3 separate regions of the Mus musculus genome follow, and all the other regions are linked to region 3. A link is a contact called in public Hi-C data. All regions are on one chromosome and are shown on one strand. The core of a region is the stretch at or near the end of the contact, and the rest is flanking DNA. Distances in the headings are between cores, read along the strand shown. Region 1 overlaps Ntrk3 (neurotrophic tyrosine kinase, receptor, type 3). Region 2 overlaps Ntrk3 (neurotrophic tyrosine kinase, receptor, type 3). Region 3 overlaps Agbl1 (ATP/GTP binding protein-like 1).

Region 1 (4,187 bases), core at 1,523-4,022, 1.9 Mb after region 3:
GCATCCTAAAAGCTTAGCCTATGTGCAAACAAAGCAGTGGCTTGGGAAGAAATTGAAGGAAGGATGATAATGGTCTCTGAAAAGAAAATGGCCTGAGGTTGCTCAGGGTCACCACCAGTCTGCCTCAGTCTGCCTCAGTCTGCCACCACAACATTTAGCTTCCTCTCTATCGGAGTCAAAAATAGTATATGGGAGGAGGTTGGTCAGACAACGGAATAAAGACATCAAAAATCAGTGACAGCCACCTCCTCAAGATGGGTATTTATCCGTAGAGATATACCAGAACCCCAGGATCAGCAAATCTAAATTATGGTGATTCTGACCACTGCAAGTAAAGTTACAAACTTGGTCCCCTAAAATGAGCATGCGCCTCAGTTCGCATGCAGAGGACCTTAGGTGAAGCTGATTGTTGTTCTCAGAAACATATTCACCATCTACCTCTGATAAGAGGCTCAGAAACAGCTCCCAGTCCCAGGGCAGCCACAAAGGTTGGTTCATTTTAATACTCAATTCCCAACTGGCTCCTGGAGTCATTGGATATTTGTCTCATGGACCCTTTTTTTACTCTGTGCTTGCCTCTTTTAACTTTGAGATATTCCTTATTCCCTTATTAATAATAAAAATAACTTCCATTGATTGAGTGCCTATCCAAGGCAGACTAAGTAAGCACTTGCATGTTCCTTCACATTCATCTTTATCAAGCTCTCTCTAAAGTGAAATACAGCCTGTTGCTCTTCTGGTACTCCAGAAGAGGGAGCTGAGGCTTGCCCAAGACCCCTTAGCTATCAGAGGTGGTCTGTTAAACTGCAAAGTCTGGTACAGTACTGCCCCCTTTCCGCAAAGAATAAATTGCAAGAGCCCCTGCAGAATGGTGAAGCTGGCTTTTTCCTGTACAAACACAGCTGTGGGAAAGTCTAATCCATACACTAGACAGAACAAGAGATTGACAACCCTAATGACATAATAATTAGAATAACAAACAGTGATAAGAGTTAGCCAGTGTGGTATATTAAGAGAGGCAAGACAAATATTCATACTTTTAGACTGCAACTGAAACCAGAGATAACAAACCATAGAAAGGGCAAAATGTGTGAGCAGACAGTTGCCATTCTTCAGCCTTGCCAGGTTCCCCTCACCTCCACAGAGAAGCCCTGAGCCCTGAGTTGGCATCCCTACATAGAAAAGAACAATGGTGTCCATGAAGGCACAGAGACCCTGTCTCTGCCAGCGCTGTTGCCATAACCTGAACATGTCTCAAGAGAACTGCACTAAAGTCCCAAATTCAGAGATCCACTGAGGAGCAGATGTTCCAGGGGATCTTACTCTGAGAGTGAAAACCATCTAGGGACTGCCTTGTAAAAATTATTATTTGAACAGTTCTTCATCCTATGATCCCATGACTGTCCAGAAGAGGTGACTAGGTTCATTGCAAACCATAGCATAAAGTCTGCCATTAGCCAGGATGTGCCACAGCATAGGGCTGCTATGCACTTGAAGGGCTTGGGAGGTTCTTGACAGGAGAGAGGGGACAAAGAAAGAGGGAGAGGAAGGGAGTATCCCTGAGAAGTGTGTGTTTTCTTTGCACTAACCAGACCCTAGGGTCTCAGGCTGCCAAAAAAGGCTCAGAAGAAAACATTAATTCAATACCACACATTTAATTACACATGAAATGGAATGTCCTTAAGCAGAAAAGAATAACTTTCTCAGAGCTCCAACTGTGAGTTTTTGAAGTGGCAGAAAAAAGAGGTCCAGCACTAAGTCATGGAGAGGCAACATTCTGCCAGAAAGGCAAGACCTTTGTCCTTACCATGGAAGGTACTTCTGCTGCCCCCACACTTCTTCTAGCCCTCTGGTTTTGTCTCTCCAAGAATCTTCAGTTGTTCTATGTGGTCTTATATATGAGCATCTCTCTGGCTAATGGCAGGCTTTATGCTATGGTCTGCAACTAACCTAGCCACCTTCTCATGGATAGTCATGGGGTCATAGCATGGAGAACTGTTCAAATATCAACTTTTACAAGACAGTCCCTGGATGGTTTCCACTCTCAGAGTAAGATCACCTGAAGCAATAGCAAGGACCTTTGTAGAACATACTTCTGAAGCTGTAAAGTAAAAGGAGAACTCTGGGGACTCTTTAAAATGACTAACCAAATGAGATACCAGTTATATAGGAAGGATTATGGTGCTATTGAACCCCAGTGCTGTTCATTGTTGTTGCTACCCGAAGGTAACAAAGGTAATATCCTCAGTCCTGTTTATTTAAGCACTCAGATCTTCCTGCTGTCAGCCTTCCTGCTGTCTTCATTCCATAGGTCTGGGCTTCTCTCACAACTTTGTAGTCATATGCTTTTGCAAAGCATCCCTAAAGCATTCAAGTCAAAAGACCACTGTCAAATGTTCCTGGAGGCCATCAGTTAAGCCTAGCACAGTGCCCAATATACACAAGAAACTCACTAAATAATTGATGAGCAAATGAATAAATTAAAGTCCCATCTGAAGCATGGATGTAAGCAGAGAGAACACTACAAAGAGAAACAAAGAAGGGAAGTTGGGGGAGTAGTTAAAAGGAATGAATGGGGATGGGAAGGGATCCAGCAAGCCCCGAAGAGCAGACATATTTATGTCCTGACTCCAAGACATGCCTGAAGAATAAAGATTTTGTTGAACCAGGACAGGTGTGAGCATCACATCTGAACCCTTTATATCTGACACCTCAGACTTCCAAACAAAGAGCCTCTGTGGTCTGCTCTGCTGAGAAGCAGGGAACATAGGTCATGCCCCAGGGCACATGCATACCCAGAAACTAGAGGTGGTAGCATAGGACACAAAGACAATGTGTTCTAACCAAGATGAATAAATACACAAGACACCCTGCTGTTTCTGGGCTCAGTGAAGACAGAGGATCAGAGAAAGGACTGTCTGTTCTGGGGCAAATTCCAGCTCACGTCTCCTGACACAAGTTCAGCAAGGGAAGCTGAAGTTCAGATGTGTCCCTGCTCCCAGGTGCTATCTATCCTCTGAACTGTACTGATGTGAGTACAGCTATCCACTGAGACTGTGTAGCTCCTGCCATCACCTCCATAACTACACCACACCTGTCCATTCATGCCCACTTCCTTGTCTGTGTGGCGTGCTGACCCTTCTTGTGGTGAGAACGCCTCTGGCTCTCATTAAGCAGTGGCTGCTAGAGCCAAGAGTGAAGAGCAGAGGAAGTCCCCAGGGAAAGCCATCTGGAATCAAGAAGCTAGGTGCTGAAAGATGGATCTCAGGCTCTAGCTAGGAATCTATTCCTTCAACAACTTATTCAGCCCCTTCTATCCTCCCCTGTCCTAGCCTGGAGAGATCTTTTCCAATGAAATGTCAAGCTCTCATTTAGAACACCCATACAAGAGGTGAATGCCACCCTGTCATCGCTCCAGGTACTCCTTTGCTCCAGCAGATGCTGCATCAGCTTTCCCTGCTTCTAAGGCAGCAAACTCGACCCCCAAAGTCTTTCCCGGGAGGCAGAGTTCTCGCATGCAATCACAAGGCAAAGTCATTTTGTAGTCATTCCTTCCTGCTTTAGATTTCTTAGCAAAGATCTAAACTAAGTGGGCACCTGAAGCCTTGATTTGTAAGAAATCAAATAAGAAATACTGCGGTGGTCAAGCCAGAGGACCACAGCATCTATTCATGGGATTTACCATTGCATTTGATAGCTATTAATACCCTTGCATCTGGGAAGAAATGGGGTCTTTCATAGGAAGGAAATGAAATGATGATATGAGGCCTATGTATATAGGCAGCAATATATCCCAAGGCAGAACATAAGCATAAAAATGGAAAAGGAACAGGGATGAACATTGTCTTAGAGTAAAGAAAGTGGGGGAGAACCTGTCTTTGATGGGGTAGCATTGGGTAGAAATGCACTAGACAATGAGTTCACTAAAACCAGTCTTCAGCCTGGATCTCTTCATGGGCAACATTAAGCCAATCCCCATCTCAATGAATTTCTGTGAGAGGTTAATGAGATTGTGTGTACACAGTAGTGCAACTGAAACGTATTGAGTGAGAAAATAGAAGACCAGTTTGGTCTTCCCACCTCCCCTCTGCCTGGAATTTTAATAGTCCTCCCTGATGATGACATCTCTCCAAGTCTCAATCCCCTATCCTAGAAGATAGAAGTAATAATAATAATAACATGACTTT
Region 2 (4,056 bases), core at 1,232-3,731, 2.0 Mb after region 3:
ATGAAGTGGGTACTTTCAACCTCACAATTTGAGAGAAAGAGAAACCGAGGATTGGAGAGTTAGACCCCTTTGCCCAGAAATGTAAAACTTAACACAGCTGGGCCTTCAATCTCTCTGGCTAAGTTCAGAGCCTGATACTCTGCAAAGTACTCAATGGAAGACAGTCCCAGAGAGGTGTTCTGTCCAAGAGTGTGAACATCAGTGAGCTGAGAGGGTGGTTATGAGTGCAAATCCCGAGCCCCACAGTAGAGAGCCAGGATTTGGCCTTTTATAGAAGCATGCAGAGTCATTTACCAACAATCCCTTTGCAGCCCTCCCTGTCTCTATATAGGAAAGAGATTGGAGGAGATTTGTTCCACTTAAACAATTAAAGGGGGGTGGAGTAGACAGAATGGGGACATGTGTCACCTTGGTAATCCATACAAATGCACCCACTGGCAAATAAGTGGCAATTCTAGAAGGGAAAGATATTCCTAGTTTTTAAAACTGGGCTTAAGCTCAAACTCAAATAACAAATTTGTAAGAACAACTCAATAGCAGGCTTCCTGGAAACAGGAAACAGAATTACTCTAATGACCTTGAAAACATGCCACCATCACCTTCACCATCACAGGGTCTCCTTATATTTACTCAGCACTTAGAGATTCTGAGCACATAGACATTTGTTCCCCTGTTCTCCCCTCTCTCTCTCTTTCTCCCAGCTACCCTCTGACACGGTTGAGGCACTAAAATGCCTCAGCACAGTAGTAAAACCAAGAGCCAGTGGTATTTCTCAAGACTATCTAGTCAACCAAGATTCAGTATTTCTGAGCAGCCAACACAGTGCTAAAGCATTCTCCAGGGCTGCAAAATTCCAGGTCAGGAGACGAAGGCATTGAGACAGGGCAGCCACAGGGACTGCTAAATTGAAAGCTGAGACTTTCCCCTCCTGACAGGCAGAAAAAAGTTGCGTTAATAAGGAGAGGAGCATTGGCTGGGAAGGGACTCATCTTATCTAACCCATCGGCACTAAAATGAGTCAATCAAAGTCTGGAAAACCTACAGTTGGCAAATGTGCCTTGGCGGCAGAATGATGGTTGAATATAGGTTAAGTAAGACATAATTTGTAGTCAGTCTGGAGAAAAGGCTGGCAGTGGAGAAACAACAACAAAAACAAGAGTGACAGCCCATGGGCTGCATGGCACTGGAACAAACTAGTTATGACAAGGGTGGGGAGAAACTGAAAGCACAGACTTCTGACATGAATATATATATATATATATATATCAGTATAGAGTTGAAGAAATGGGTGTCTGAAATGGAAAGAGCAAAAATTTATGTCTTTTTATAGCCAATAATTCATACAGAGTGATGAATTTTAAATATTAATAGTAAGAAAAATTTGAGGGCATAAGGTTGGAGATGAAGGGAGATGATAAAAATCCTGTAAATTTTTTTTTTTTGGCTCAAGGACCAAATTTAGAAAATTAAATCCAGTAAATATTCTACCTATAGCTGGCAATTCTTATCTAGTTTATTATCTGCCCTGGAGCCTTCCTTCTGCTTCAGAAGCAATACACTCCTTCAGCTTAACACTGATCATAATTTGGAGCTGGGAAGAACTCAGTTATTGCATGGACTCGAATGGTCTCCCACAAATTTTAAAAGGGACAGAGACTGTTTCTTTAAAGCCACAGGTCACCTGTGCATTCTCTCCTTCAGCAAGCCTCATCACATCTGTGCATGATTTGAAATTTTTCTATATTACTAGAGACAAGAAGAAAACTCTTCCATCCTGGAGCTGCTATTTTCCTATTTTGATGACTCCACAGAGAGTAGGGAAATCCTTTCCCCCCTGACAGTCCCTTATGATGTCACCCTCAATGAAACAATGGCTTATGTCACAGGCTTCCACAGGCAGAAAGTATGTGTGAAATGGGAAGGCTTTGGGCGAGGAGAGCCCCTCAATATCTCAGATGATGGGGGGGACAAGAAACTCTTGCTGGCTATCAGGGACAGGTGAACTTAATTTTTGGTTCACTATCTAGTTCAGCTTTAAAGAGCATCTTGAGTGTCAGGCTTGCCCCTCTAAGCACTGCACTCTGCCCCTGGAAACTATAACCAACTTCTAACTCCTGGTGGTCAAGGTATACCAAGCCTGCTTACCCAACAGCTGCTGGGCAGCCTCCAGCACATTCTCAAGGCACCTCAGAATGTGTCCACATCTCTCTAGGGGATAGATGCTAACTTCTTCCTTCTCTTTCTTCCTTTGCCTCTGAAACAGGGCATCAGACATGCCTATATCCATGTGGGAGCCTGATCCACTGCTGTTATAGCCAATCGTTGCATAGAGAAAGGAAGGGTCAGACACAGGCAGACATGAAATGCTCAGACCCCAGAAGCTGTAGGGTGGCAAATCTCACTCCTCCTGGGTCCAATCTCACAGGCTCTCCAAGCCCACCTTGCTGCCTGGCAATTGTAAGGTGACAACAGATGGCAGGAAGGACACCCTGGGGCTGTGGACTTTGACAGGGACTGGAGTGAGTTTCAGAGACTAAGGTTTCTAGGGCCAGAGAGAGAGTTTTCTGCATCACAAAGCTGGGGAATACAAGGGCTGAGAATATATGACTTGCATTCTAACAGTTTCTCCCTCTGCTGGCCTAGCAGCCTTCGGTGTGTATGGTAGTAGGAGGGGATGCTTAACCTTTCTCATTTCCTTTACCTATCAAATGGTAACCATATGGCAGCCAAACTGGGAAAGTCAATGTGAAGGTTAAATGAATTAGTATGTGACACATGTTGGGTTATGTGACATTGATGGGCTATTACCATCAATGGGAACAGATAGGTTTCCTCAAAACATGAAAGGACAATGACGGCCTTGGGTGAAACCGTGGCAATTATGCCTTTGAGCCTCTCTCCTTTCTCAACAAATTCCTACCACTGTCACTACTCTTCCCAAAGCGCTGGCCCAAAGAAACCTGTGTGCCCCAACCATCCATCCTGCCCCAGTGCATACTGCTGAGAACAGAGCCCTAAAGCTGACCAAGCAGCTTCCCTGCATTTGCAGACACGGCTGTCTCCAGCTCCTCCATCCTCCTCCCAACCTGACCAAAAGTCACAGGGCTGGGAAAGATCAAGGCAAGGGTCCTGTTCCAGAGGGCAACTTAAGAGCTATGTCACCTTCCAGAAATTCCAAGGCCATTGTACCTGGCATGACAAGGATGGTGGTGTGGGGAGGGTTTAGTTGTCTGAGCAGACCCCCATCACTTTCCTCTGCTCCCACAGAAAGAAATGGAAGACACTGGCTGCCTCCCAGTGATACAGACATTAATAATGAGTAACAAGATAATTGCTAAGCTACAAGACACACCAGCTCACAGAATAGTATGGCCTCTATTACACACACACACACACACACACACACACACACACACACACACACACACACACCTTATTCAGGCCTTTTATCAGCATGCTGATAAAGAGAGCACATTATAGCAGCAGTGGGGTCAGAGAACAGAAAGAGGCCTCATACCACTTCAAGAGTTTGAAGAACATCCGATAATGACAAACTAAATAGGACTTCTAATACACTTGAAAGCTATTCATTTAAATAGATTCTTCCACCCCCCTCAGTGCTAGTTACTCTGTAATCCAGATAGATCAGGGATGGCTCTGCTGAGAGATAAGAGTCCAGCATGTGAAATAATTTCATCTCCTGAGCCAAGCTGGGAGTATCACTTAGCAAGCGTCACATACATCCTACATGTTCGTTCATTCATGGTTGGTCTTTTCTATCCCCTACAAATCCCATTACAGACACAAACTTGGGTCAACACATATTGTCCTGGAGATTTATGTTTTCTCCCTGCACACTCAACTCTGCACATGGCTCACACATTCCATTCTGCGTACAGCTTCCACAGTGCATGTGAGTCCTGGCAAGTACACCAAGACACTTCAACAAACCCCGACAGAAGGTATGCCAGCAGGAACTTGTTCCATTTCCCAAAGTCTCGCCATATCTGCAAGAAATGTGTCCTGCTCTGTGCTGTGAGGGATCAGAATGGGCAC
Region 3 (4,305 bases), core at 1,015-3,514:
TCGGACCCCAGCCTCTTGACTGTTGAAACAGGAGGCATGGGCCCTCATGCTTTGTCAAACATGTGCCATTCATTTGCTGAGTAGAGAGCGCATCCTTGTTAATTTAGTTCTCGTGGCTGCCCCAAAAGGTAGTTAAGGGTTATTGTCAGGAACATATGGCCCCAGAGCATCTTGGACACTACTGACCGTACTTGTCTCTCTCATTCCCAGAGAAGAAAATGGAGGAGTAGGTAGAAGAGGTCTGATAGTCAGCTCCTGCAGCTCTTCTTACCCTCAGCACACTTGTCTGAGCACCAGCCTCTGTCGCCACTGTTCAATGTAAGGTTCCTGGCTAATTCTTTACAGTGTAAAGTGGTGCTCAACCTTCCTGATGCTGTGACCCTTGAACACAGTGCCTCATGTTGTGGTGACCGCCAACCATAAAACTATATCATTGCTGCTTCATAACTGTAATTTTACTACTCTTATGAATAATGTAAATACCTGAAAAACAGGATATCTGATATGCAACCCTCTACCTGCAAAGGGGTGCACAACCCACAGGTTGTGAATCACTGCATTAAACAGAATGGAACCAGCCATGGTGCAATGTGCACATAAATGTGTGTGCCTGTTTTATTCTTTGAGCACCCACACAGGGGTTGGGCTTCTTACTGCAGCTCTTACCTCATCTCAGGCCACATTAGAGGCTCTCCTAATTATTTGATGTTGGATAAGGAAGGAGTCCAGTTTCCTAGAATCTTTTTCCACCATGCCTTAGTTATTGTGGTATGTTCACAAACCCGATTGTCTCTCTCTCTCTTTTTTTTTTTCTACTATGACTTCTGGGGAAGCATACATTATGTATTTCACTGATGAGTCAAACATCTCCTTCAAATAATATTGATTTTTTTTTTTTGTATTTGTCACACTGCTGCAGTTGGCTTCATTTGAAGGCAGCATGGCAAGCCACATCCATCACCATGCTGGTTTAAAATGACACGTATATCCATTTATTGAGTTCTTAGCATGTCAGACACTGTGTATGTTTAGCCCGAAAAGGATATTTCGCAATCCCCGTCTCAGTAAGTGGGGTAACTGAAGTCTGGAAGGCTTAAATAATTTATTCAGGCAGCAGGCTTTAGGGTTTACCTGACAGTCTCTTCCTCCCAGTGAGCTAAGCCCCATGCTTCACCAGGAAGAGATTAAAGAGGCTAGGTTTACTTAACCCAAAGAAGGAACAACGAAATGTTGAAAGGAAGCTAAGTAAATATTGCTTAAGTATCAGGAGAATTATCTTGGAAGACCATGTGTTACTTAAGTCAGAAACATCACACGGTCCACTCCACATAACGTTTGAATGGGCCCCGGTGAGAGATGCTAAAACACCAGCATGTGTGTGAGGAGCCTGTGTTTGCTGCTTCGAGGGTGAGCATCAGGCAAGGCTGATGAATGGGGGCATGAGATCCGGGAGCGAGGAGCAGGAACTGGAAGGATTACAGGCTCCTATTACGTCATGCCACATTCAATTTGGCATATTCCTCTTTACTTTCTTGGCTTCGAGTCCGGTCTTGCCTGCCAAATACTTACGTGCTTTGCATAAGTGCATAAGTGATTTTAAAAAGTTTAAGTTAAAAGGTTGCAACTGTGCCGGTTGTCTCCTTTGCCCTCCTCAGCCTGATGCTGCAAGGAAGTGTGGGCTGAGTTGCAGACAGTTGTTCCTGTAGTTCCTCTTCATGCCATGTGGTGGTGCTGTTCTTCTAGTTATCTCGACCATTGCTAGTCCAATATTTATTTTCGGTGAGTAATTTGTTTATCAGGAGGTTATTTTAATCTAATTTTGGCCATATTTGCTAGCGCACACTATCTGTGCTTCCCAGCGTTAGCAGCTTGCATGTCTTGAAGGAAATTATCTGAAGATGGTCTCAGAGGCATTTGCGCAGCCATTATTTAAGGGAGGTGGGAGGAGGCAGGGTGAGTGGAGCCTGGGGTTAGAACAGCGGATGGAATTTGTTGCCTTCCAAGTGGTGTTAGCATGACTGAGCAGGATTGACAGAGGGCGGGGACATCCCAGTAGCATTTTGCAAGCTGTCTCTGCTTGACAGCAGCAACGCTGGTTGTTAGGGTCGCTAGTCTCCCAGACCCTTGTGACAACTTGTAAAGGTCCTAAATTGGTTTGGGAGGACAAGAGTCTTCTAGTTCTGCACCCTCTGCAAGAGGCCCTTCTCCCAATCTGATGACATCTTTAATTAACTGCTACTGCAAGCTGCCTGTGAGCTGGGGAGTGGGGGAGGTTGGAAAGAGCGTGACTGTACCAGAGCAACCACCGCAGCATCCACAGCGTGACTATGGTGATGAATAGCGTGCTGGACACTTTGCTCACGTTACATTGAACTCTTTGTCCTCACTTACATAATAGTCATAGTACTATACCTGTCCTACATGCCAAGAAGAGGTAGTTAGCACAAAACAAAGACTTGCTGAAGTCCCACAAAAAGCACAAGGAAAGCTAAACTTTACCTCAGTTGTGACTGCTTCCAAAGCGTCAGATTTTCATATTTCTGGTAACCTTCAGCAGGAGTCAGGAACCCTGGACTGAGCCATAGATTGACTATGCGATCTTAAACATGGCCTTAGGTTGGCTTGCAGTAAGTGGAGGGTTGTAGGCGGGGCTTGATGCTTCTTTGCAACAGAATCTAACGTTTTCATCACCAAAGCCTAAGTGTGAATGACACATATTTGGTAGGCACAATGGGGCTCAGGTTGAGACCCCAGTTAAGAACAGCTCATTTTTTTCTTTTGCTTTCCAACTCTTGTTAGACACTGAGAAGTTTCCAGGGACGTTCCTGAGGGTCTGGAAGAAATCAGCCTTGGAAACTTCTGAATGAATATCATCGTGGGGTGTGTGGGAGCTTGACCTGTTGTTTGCGATTACAGCTTCAAGATGGAGTGACATGATGCTTTCTGTGGGAGGCTGGAAAAGTGTGTCACACTTCTCTAAGTAGTAAAATAATAATAATAATAAATGGTAATATAATAATAGTAATGATAGTCTAGTGATATTTGACCCAGAGAAAGCCAGAGTCTTGTATCCATCAAGACCCAGTCCAGTCATTTTGCAGTCTCTTAGAATTAATGGGCCTAATTAAGCAGTTGAATTGAACCTAAGTTGTTGAGGACAGTGGGGTTGTTATCCAGTGACAGGAAGGTAGGCTAGTGAACCCTTTCCTGTGATGGTCAAACTCTTCGGAGGTGACCATCCTGGGTCTGAACAGAGCTGTGAATGGCGCTGATAAGATGTTCCCGCTTGACACAAAACTTGGCTAAAACATTATTGTTGGCATGCCGCTGTTAAGTCGGGTCAGTTCTTATGCACAGGTAGCATACTATCTTTTACCACCTCTATCTCCAGGGCTTCCCCTCTATTCTAACATTTGCCTGCAAGTTTGGGTCAAAGTGTCCCTTCGAAAAGACTGTAAAAGTGTAAAAGTCTCCAAGTCATGATGAAGATGGTATACATGTGATATAATTGCATCAGTCATCATAAGGGCATGATATGGTGGATATCACTGTTTACATAGTGATCATAATGTCTGCTCTCATGGTACCCTGGGGTCAACTACAGAGACATAGTTATCGAGGCAGGCTGGTCTATACCCTCTAAAAATAATGAGCAACATGGAAGCTGGTGATGAGCCAGGAGCGGGAGCGGAGCAATGGATCTTAATAAACTTTGGTAAAAGTCACTGCTAGTTTATTATTACTGCCATCAGAGGCTGAAGGAGCTGATGCTGTATAGGGATAGGGCTTGTTCAAATTTAAATTGAGGTTGTTTAAATTTGTCACCCAAGATCTGTCCATTGAGTTAAATTGACTCATGGTTGTTTTTAGTGCCTAACTCCCCTCTCTCCCACCAAGAAGCCTCTTTTGTGAAATGGCTAACAGAAAATAGTTGAGAGTTTGTGGACCACACTCTTTCTATTATAGCTATTTCCCTCTGCCCTGAGAGGGCAGAAGCAGCTATAGGCAACACATAAAGGAATAGCTATGGCTATGTTCCCATAAAACTTTATAAAAATAGTCTGTGGGCAGTGTGCTGACCCCTGCTTTAGACTGAGTGAGCCTCAGCCCTGAGGACTGTATTCCATTAATTCTTATTTCTTAAGCCATTAACTCTAATGTATTTTATACAGCAGGCACTCAGAGCAAGTTATTTGAATAAGCAAAGGAATGGATAAACAAATGCATGCAAATCCGGTCCCCTCTCAGTGCACTTACTTTGTTTTCAGTTTGGGCATTCAGGGGTTAACATCCAGGGTTGTGTAG

What was found. Hi-C and Micro-C count contacts between places; a contact is called where the count stands out from the background.
Region 1: a contact with region 3 is called in a Hi-C map of neural progenitor cells, with 2.7 times the contacts expected there. The contact joins two enhancer-like sites. A contact is called at or near these places in 3 of 484 Hi-C or Micro-C datasets (neural progenitor cells, palatal mesenchyme and uterus) and 1 of 115 datasets of contacts at active chromatin or transcription factors (astrocytes).
Region 2: a Hi-C map of the N1E-115 cell line shows a contact between it and region 3, with 4 times the contacts expected there. The contact joins two enhancer-like sites. A contact is called at or near these places in 3 of 484 Hi-C or Micro-C datasets (the N1E-115 cell line, cerebellar granule neurons and cerebellum) and 1 of 115 datasets of contacts at active chromatin or transcription factors (astrocytes).

What each region holds. Positions count from the first base shown.
Region 1 is chr7:78,266,854-78,271,040 of GRCm38.p6, forward strand. All of the region lies in intron 12 of Ntrk3 (neurotrophic tyrosine kinase, receptor, type 3), which reads right to left. Among named protein-coding and RNA genes, the nearest start is that of Gm39038, 310 kb to the right of the region's middle. Within about 2 kb of position 2,773, at least 9 of the 459 cell types and tissues checked have an H3K27ac peak or open chromatin away from gene starts, as enhancers often do. A contact at or near this core is called in neural progenitor cells, where this site is marked.
Region 2 is chr7:78,376,025-78,380,080 of GRCm38.p6, forward strand. All of the region lies in intron 11 of Ntrk3 (neurotrophic tyrosine kinase, receptor, type 3), which reads right to left. Among named protein-coding and RNA genes, the nearest start is that of Gm39038, 200 kb to the right of the region's middle. Within about 2 kb of position 2,482, at least 5 of the 459 cell types and tissues checked have an H3K27ac peak or open chromatin away from gene starts, as enhancers often do. A contact at or near this core is called in the N1E-115 cell line, where this site is marked.
Region 3 is chr7:76,391,352-76,395,656 of GRCm38.p6, forward strand. The region is part of intron 6 of Agbl1 (ATP/GTP binding protein-like 1); the gene reads left to right. Among named protein-coding and RNA genes, the nearest start is that of Gm30774, 25 kb to the left of the region's middle. Within about 2 kb of position 2,265, at least 108 of the 459 cell types and tissues checked have an H3K27ac peak or open chromatin away from gene starts, as enhancers often do. A contact at or near this core is called in the N1E-115 cell line and neural progenitor cells, where this site is marked.